Linked DNA regions of Sus scrofa: region 2 is linked to region 1. A link is a contact called in public targeted proximity ligation data. All regions are on one chromosome and are shown on one strand. The core of a region is the stretch at or near the end of the contact, and the rest is flanking DNA. Distances in the headings are between cores, read along the strand shown. Region 1 overlaps SPIDR (DNA repair-scaffolding protein). Region 2 overlaps SPIDR (DNA repair-scaffolding protein).

Region 1 (4,011 bases), core at 460-2,959:
GCATGCAGAGAAATGCCAACATTTCTGAAGTCACATTTTACCACATGTAAACTATTTTACCTGAAAATTAATATATTAGGCACTTTAATTTTACACTTTCTTTTCAGTATATAGTTCAACAATACATAAACATATACCTATACCTCCAAGTGTTATTCTGATGAGCAGTGTGGGAAGTTAACAATTACATTAAACACCAGCTGAAAATTCTCTTTTATTTTATTATTATTATTTTTTTGTCTTTCTTCCATTTCTTGGGCCGCTTCCGCGGCATATGGAGTTTCCCAGGCTAGGGGTCTATGCCAGAGCCACAGCAATGTGGGATCCGAGCCGTGTCTGCAGCCTACATCACAGCTCACGGCAACGCCGGATCCTTAACCCACTGAGCAAGGGACTGAACCGGCAACCTCATGGTTCCTAGCCGGATTCATTAACCACGGCACCATGACAGGAACTCCTCTCTTTTATTATTTAAAGGAAATTCAAGACTAAAGAGATTTACCTCTTTGTATTCTTCATGGGGTGGCAAACTATGGCCTGTGAGCCAAATTCTTCCTGCCACCTGTCTTTATAAATAAAGTTTTATTGGGACCAGCGCATCTCCTCACACACTCCTGTCCAGCGCTGCTCTCATGACACAAAGGCTGAGGCCAGTAATGGGCATGGCCTACAAGTCAATGCTTGCCAACCCTGTTCTGTACGATGAGAACAAAATGAAGCCCCACTGTGAGCTAGGCACCTCACCTTGCCTCCTCGTTTAATCCCCAAAACAACCCCGTGCAGTGGACGACAGTCCAGCCCCTGTCTCCATCCTAACAAATGTAATCCCTAAATCTCTGAGACTGTTGGCCCCTATTCTGGGGGAAAAGAAAGCGTCAGGAGGAACCCAGGGCAGCTCTGGATCTTGGGAGAGGTGGCTGTGTCTCGTCGCACAGCTGCTGGGAATCCCAACCCGTGTCTGCATGACTTCATCACTTCAAACGCCTAAGTTCACTTCTGCAAATAAATTAGGTTTAAAAGGAGAATATATTTTCTAATTTCTGGTGAGACTGATCCAGGAAGTAGCTAAGGCCCACGGATTCTTGGCTACTTTGGAATATTGGCTAAATTGGTTTATCCTTTAATCCCCAAAACAAGCCACACAAGAATCCAATGAACACTCTCCATTCAAAATGTTTTTCATTTTCCATTTAGCTATTTCCATCTAGCTATTAATGATCTCCAAAAAGTTAAATTTTGCCTTCAGTCAGAGTTTATCCCATGAAGAGCTAGAGCAATACAAACAGTTCTGTTTAACATATCCAGAATGGTTGGGAAAGTTATTCTCCCCCCATAAGATGATAATTCCTTGCTGTGGCTAGAGAAAAAACAACTTTTCCATCCAATTTTTATGACACCGATGGGAAAACATCCTAGCTCTTTTCAAAAGCAGCATGCAAGGAAGCATGATCTGTGAAGGACAGCTACTTTAACAGAGAAAGCTATACATATTTTTTGTTTTCAAGGATGATAGGAAGAGCACCCAGGGAGTTCCTGTGTTTTAACAGAGCTATTCTAAATCACATCTCATGACAGACTGGGTGAGTTCATATAAACACAGTCGGTGGTATGAGTAACAAAATCTGTTTCCATCAGAAGCCCTTTATCCTGCGTAAGAGACCTGCACACTAATGGTAGCCCAGGCCAGCGCTAACCAGCTACAGCTGGTTCGATGCTATAAAAAGAACTAATGAAAACATGAAGGCTCCCTCTCACTCCACTTCAGCCAGCCCGTCAAGACTGCATAGACAAGCCTTTCCAAATACTCTGTGAATGAACTGGCTAGGCTTGGCTCTCTGTTGTTTACTGAACAGTGTGTGCAGGGCCAGTGTATGTCCGGGAGGAGCAGGCGAGGGGTGGTGGTGGTGGAGGAACCACATGATCTATCAATGCGCGGGGCCACTTTTCCCAGTGGTCTTGGATTGCACTCTCTCACAAATGGGGAGGGGGGGTGCAGAGAAATTTTTGAAAGCAGAGCTAGAGTACTTTGAGCAATTTCTTACACACACATACACACTTTAAGTACTTAGGCTTTTGTTATGAAAGTGTATCATTAAATCTGAGGTAAATTAATGCCTTATCAGATACGCTAAATTCTTAAGGTAATTTCTCACTGACTTGCATTCTCAGAGGAAGCGATCATCTGATAAAGAAATGATCACCATTTAAATTCTTTACTCAGCTAAAATATTCCAGACTTTTAGTGCTAGATGGGACTGTGGTGATTTTTTCCATTCTTCATCTCACATATGCTCTTGTGGGGCTCAGAGGGTCCTTAGCCTAGTTCAGACCACATGCCTGGGGGCACAGCATCCACCACTGTTCTTCTACTCCATCTTTGCTAGATGTGGCTAAATGAACATGGCCAAGAATAAAACATAGTGCCTGGATTATTTCACAGTACCACAAGTTTTGACCTAAATCAGTCTTTTCACATATGATGTTACTGCAACGTCAACTGAAAGTTTAGGGAGTTGCCCCAGCCTGTCTTCACATTCTTGAATAGCCTGAATGCACTACTCTGCTGGATAAAAGGGTTTTGCCTTGGACATGCAGGGCTGACACTTGGTGCCTGAGACATGAATCTGCAGAGCAGATGCTGACTCACATGCCAGGCCCACACTTCCATCTGCCTGTGTGATAGCCCACCAGGGCCTCCTGTCATCACTTTCATCTCCATATTCACTCAAATTAATGTCAGACACCAAACCACAGATCCAGGAAGTTCAGAGAACACCAAGAAGGAATAAATGCCAAAAAACCTACACCCATCCATGTCAGTTTCAAACGTAGAAGATGAACAATAAAGAAAAAACCCTGAAAGAAGCTGGGGTGGGGGCAGGGGAGTGGTGGAAACACCCTCAACTATAGAGGAACAAAGACAGGAACTACATCTGACTTCTAAGAAATCATGCAAACAAGAAGAGCGGAGTGAAATATTTAGTTTTGAGAGAGGAAAAAAAAAAAAAAAACACCTAGAATTCTGTACTCTGTGAATAAACACTTTCTCAAACAAATATTGGGGCAACTTGTTGCCAGTAAACCTGCCTTGGAAGAAGTGGTAAAAGAAGTTCTTTAGAGAGAAGGAGAATGATATAGGTCAGAAACTCGGACCTACACAAAGAAAGGAAGAACACTGAGAAAGGAATAACTGAAAATAAAAATAAAGACTTTTACTTTAATTCTTAATTGACTTAGTACATAATAGCTTGTTCATAATAAGAGTAGCAACAACGTATTTGATTATGTGTGTTTATGTGTGAGATGAATGACAGTCACAATACAAATAATGGGAGGGAGGGATCAGGACTGTCTTGTTCTTAAAAGGTGCTCACATGCTGAAGTGATCCATGTTATTTAAAAGTGGACTTGGATTTCCTGTAAGTGTATATTGCAAACTCTAAGGCAACCACTTAAAAAAGTAAAAATGTAAGTACAACTGATATGCTAAGAAAGGAGAGAATCTTGAGACAGACCATGATGGAAAATAATATAAGAAAGGGAATGTATATACATGCATGAGTCACCTGGCTGTACAGAAGATATTGGTACAACAACACTGTCAATCAACTATCTGGAAGTTTCCAGGCTAGGGGTCAAATTGGAGGTGTAGCTGCCAGCCTACACTACAGCCACAGCAACATCAGATCCGAGTGTGTCTGTGACATACACCACAGCTCACAGCAATGCCAGATTCTTAACCCACTGAGCAAGGCCAGGGATTGAAGGTGTGACCGCATGGATACTAGTTAGATTCGTTTCTGCTGAGCCACGATGGGAACTCCCTGACTATACTTTAATTTTAAAAAAGGAGAGAAAATGGAATCATAGAAAATGTTCAATTAAACCACAAAAGGCAGAAAAAGAGTAGAGGACAAAAAAGGAACAAAAAAACAAGGGCAACAAATAGAAAACAGTCATGACTATGGTAGGTATTACACCAATTATATCAATGATCACTCTGAACATCAA
Region 2 (4,011 bases), core at 949-3,448, 180 kb after region 1:
AAAGTGAAATGAAGGAAAAAAGAAGAGAAAGGAAAGAAGTCTGACTTAAGCAAATGTCCTCATTCACGAAGACCCTGGCCCTTAAGAAACTTCATTCTAGTTGGGGAGAAAGGCAGATAAGGCAATGACTATTGGGAGCTACGACAAAGGGCACAATGGAAGCAGGAAGAATGCTATGGTGGTGTAATTCCCAAACCTTAACTTTCAACTAACACTACAGCATGCCTCTTGAGCAGAAGGGGAAGTAAGCAGTATATTCCTTTCAACATTTAACAATATAAGGCATTCTGAGAAATTTACATATATCCAATCTACTTTAAAAATACTTAATATTGGAGTTCCCATCCAGGCACAGCAGAAATGAATCCGACTAGAAACCATGAGGTTGCGGGTTCCATCCCTGGCCTTGCTCAGTGGGTTAAGGATCTGGCATTGCCGTGAGCTGTGGTATAGGTCACAGATGTGGCTTGGATCCAGCGTTGCTGTGGCGTAGGCCGGCAGCTGTAGCTCCGATGAGAATCCTAGCCTGGGAACCTCAAAAAAAAAAAAAAAAAAAAAAACCTTAATATCATTCAAAGGTCCTTGGTAAAGTGATAAATTAGTATTTTTGCCAAGATTTGATGGGAAAAAAATTTCTTCTGTTCAAGCTTTATTGAAAGCCCAGCCAAAATAACCCATGCAGAAAAATACCCCAAAGAAATGTTTATATTATAGCTTTTGATAACATGTTTGGTTTTAAATCCTTAATATTAAGTCTATAAAAGCACTTTTGTGACTTATTTGCTTCATTTGATTATTTTTTATGATATGAAATAGATTCCCAGACCTAAATACCCATCATCACAAGTCTGACCTGTAACATGACCGTTACCCATTAACTGACCAGGCTGTTAGTACTTGGTGAGCAGCTGAGGACAAGGCATCAAATTCCAGAAAGGCATTAATGAATAAGACAGTGATTGATCACAAAAAAAGAAATATTACTGGACTTTAGCCAAAAAAAATCACATATTAATACAGACACCAATACAAGCCTTCTTTAAAACTTTTATCAGTATCAACACAAACTTAATCAGCTTAAACACTGCAATGAATAGGGAAAAATGTTATCTTCTGCAATGAATAGGGAAAAACATATCTTACCTTATAACTAGTGAGCTATAAGATATGGTTGCTCATTTACATATATGCAAATTTAGTATTTTTAGAAAAATTTATTTACACATGTATAATTTTCAGGCAAAACTGATCCAACCTTTAGCTTTATGCATACTTACTGCATTTTTTTTTTTTTTTTACTTACTGCATTTTTAATACAACAGAGGCAATACATTTCTGTAACTGGAAAACAAAGATGGTAAGTGAGGAAAAAACCAAGACCCTAAGAAAGAACCATTCATTCCAACGCATGAAAGGATGAATAAAAGCCTTAAAGATGGATATATCTTGACAGTCTTTTTCTTACTTCTAATTGATCTTTTCTAGCTTTAATTTGCATATGTGACTGAGAGAAGCACTTTCTGACTACTGTGTGTTTTCTTCAGTGGTATAAAGCAATACAGCACATAACACCAGAGTGCATGTAGTGCCTACTAGATTCTCCTCTGGCATGGTTCAGAGAGCAGTGAAATTTTACCAATTCAGGCGTGGAGAGTCAACAAGCAGGCAAGGTGACATCAAAAGCAATGTTTGTATATGAAGCCATAAAAACTATATTCTTGAAAGACAAAAGTATTAATAATCTTATTTAAAACAATTAATTCTCCAGACCCACCTAACATGACAAGACAAGAGGAGTGTTTCTCACTCAGTTCAGAACCTACACTGAAACTCATCTGAATGAACTTGACCCTGGGTGGCAGCAAGCCAGAAATCTTCGTCACTGAATGACTTAACAGAACACTGTGTTCTTGGCACAAGCACAAGAAAAGGTGTTGAAATTCATGCTAAAAAGAATCTCAGCTTTCATTTTAAATAAGTTTTTTAAATATGATGATAAAAGATACTTTATATAAGGACTTTTCACTGTTTGGTATATTTTTAAATCAGGTAATTTTTTTACTCCTACTCCATCTGGTTCACTTTCAATACTTCCTGGAACAATCAAGAAAATCCCCCTTCCCCGGTCCCCAGCACTGTGATTCCCTGCTCTGGCCCTCCCCTGTACCTCCTCCTCTAAGGATATACCTGGAAAATTCCAATGTGCCCTGCACTGGCATGGTAGGGAGGGACAGCAAGTAAAGCCAGAAACAATGTATTGACTCACTTCCGCAGAGAGCCCTGGAGAAAAATGTGGGCCATAGATTAGTCCTCTCACGCAATGCAGTTAGAACAGGCAAGAGGTAGTAAAGTTATGTCATTCTCATACAGGTTACGTTAACTTATCCACAAAGCTAAGATGCAAATGAGAAGGCAAGGAAAACACAATTTAGCAGAGTCTATTTACTTTCTTCGAGAAAAAAAAGACACTAGTCTTTTCTCTTAGTTTTTGCCATCCTCTTCTCCCACTCCAGAAATGCCATCCTTGGTATAACACTAGGGTAGCTCATCCTCATGAACTACTGCATTTACAATCCTTCCTACTCTGGGGGAAACCCACACAAGTCCTAGAGTGCTCAGAGTGAACAAGATTCAAACAACAAATATTCTGCAGTCTACACCGGCAGAAATTGACAACGAAACGACAGATGTTTGTTTACTCACCCTTAAACCCTTTAAGTTTTAGTCTTAATTCTTTACTTAGCCTTAATTCTTTTTCAGATTTCTCATATCAGCACATATTCAATGTCTAGGTCAAAGCAAACAGGCATATAAAGCCTCTAACTCTGATACTGACACTGTTGTGCCTAGACTCCAGAAAAAGACCGAACCACATAGTCAAAGGATTGTTCTCAACACAGTAAAATGTTAAGGATTCTTTTAAAATTATACTTTAAAACTTACCCCTTCAAAAGTATAGTCATCTGTTCATAATTATTTCAAGTTATGTTTAAGATAAGTTTTAAGTAATATTAACAAGGAGGTCAAAGGAAAAGAATTTAAATATATATGGTTTACCTTCAAATAAAAGCTTTTTTCATTCAATTACGATTTGCTCACATGAATGTTAAAACTAATCTAGTTAGAACGAGTAAGAGGTAAGTAAAGTGATGTCGTTCTTAACACCAACTGATAACTAAGGATATATGGACCAAAACTGAGTCTACAAATAGGTCTAGGCTTACAATTTTGCTATAATTAAAGTCATCTCTATTGTGTATTTCTAAGACACTTAACCAACAAATAAAAAGTCTGTTCATTTTATTAATGTTATGTAAAATATCATTTATATTATACATCATTTTCTAGAAGGATATATACTTTCTTATGGTGTTCCACAGTATTACATAAAGCACTTCAACAATTTACACCTTGGCATAAAAATTATGAAAATTCTATGTAAAGATCACCTGATAATCCTTGAGAAACTATCCCACCTACACAAAATGACAGAGATGACCTTTGAGGGTATGTGTGTCTATGACTATATACCTATCTATGAAGGCAGTGCTTACAAAACATACATGAATATAAAGATAATGGCAACTTCAATTAAAAGAAGAGTTGTAAATGTCAGGAGTATTTTTTTAACTTTCCATTTTGATACAATTTTAGACATATAGAAGAGCTACAAAAATAATATGTAGTTTCTAAGGGGTCTTCCCTCAGCTTTCCCTAATGTTAACCTTTTACATAACCATGGTACAACTGGGAAAACAAAAACTAACATAGAAACAAATACTATTAAACTAAAAGCTTTAGTCAAATCCCTCCAATTTTTCTGTTTTAGGACCCAATCCAGGATCTCACATGGCATTTAACTGTCATAATCTCCCGATTCTCTTCCCATCTGTGATGGTTCCTCTTTCCTCATCTTTCAAAGTTGGCACCTTTGAGAAGTACTGTTGAGGTACTTTGTAGAATGTCTCTCAATGTGGACTTGTGTAATATTTTCTCATGATTAGATAGAGG

What was found.
Region 2: a targeted proximity ligation map of alveolar macrophages shows a contact between it and region 1. A contact is called at or near these places in 7 of 47 Hi-C or Micro-C datasets (embryonic fibroblasts, fetal skeletal muscle, liver and 2 more) and 2 of 2 datasets of targeted methods (alveolar macrophages and skeletal muscle).

Annotation. Positions count from the first base shown.
Region 1 is chr4:79,959,267-79,963,277 of Sscrofa11.1, forward strand. The region is part of intron 10 of SPIDR (DNA repair-scaffolding protein); the gene reads right to left. Among named protein-coding and RNA genes, the nearest start is that of CEBPD, 88 kb to the left of the region's middle.
Region 2 is chr4:80,141,848-80,145,858 of Sscrofa11.1, forward strand. The region is part of intron 5 of SPIDR (DNA repair-scaffolding protein); the gene reads right to left. Among named protein-coding and RNA genes, the nearest start is that of SPIDR, 47 kb to the right of the region's middle.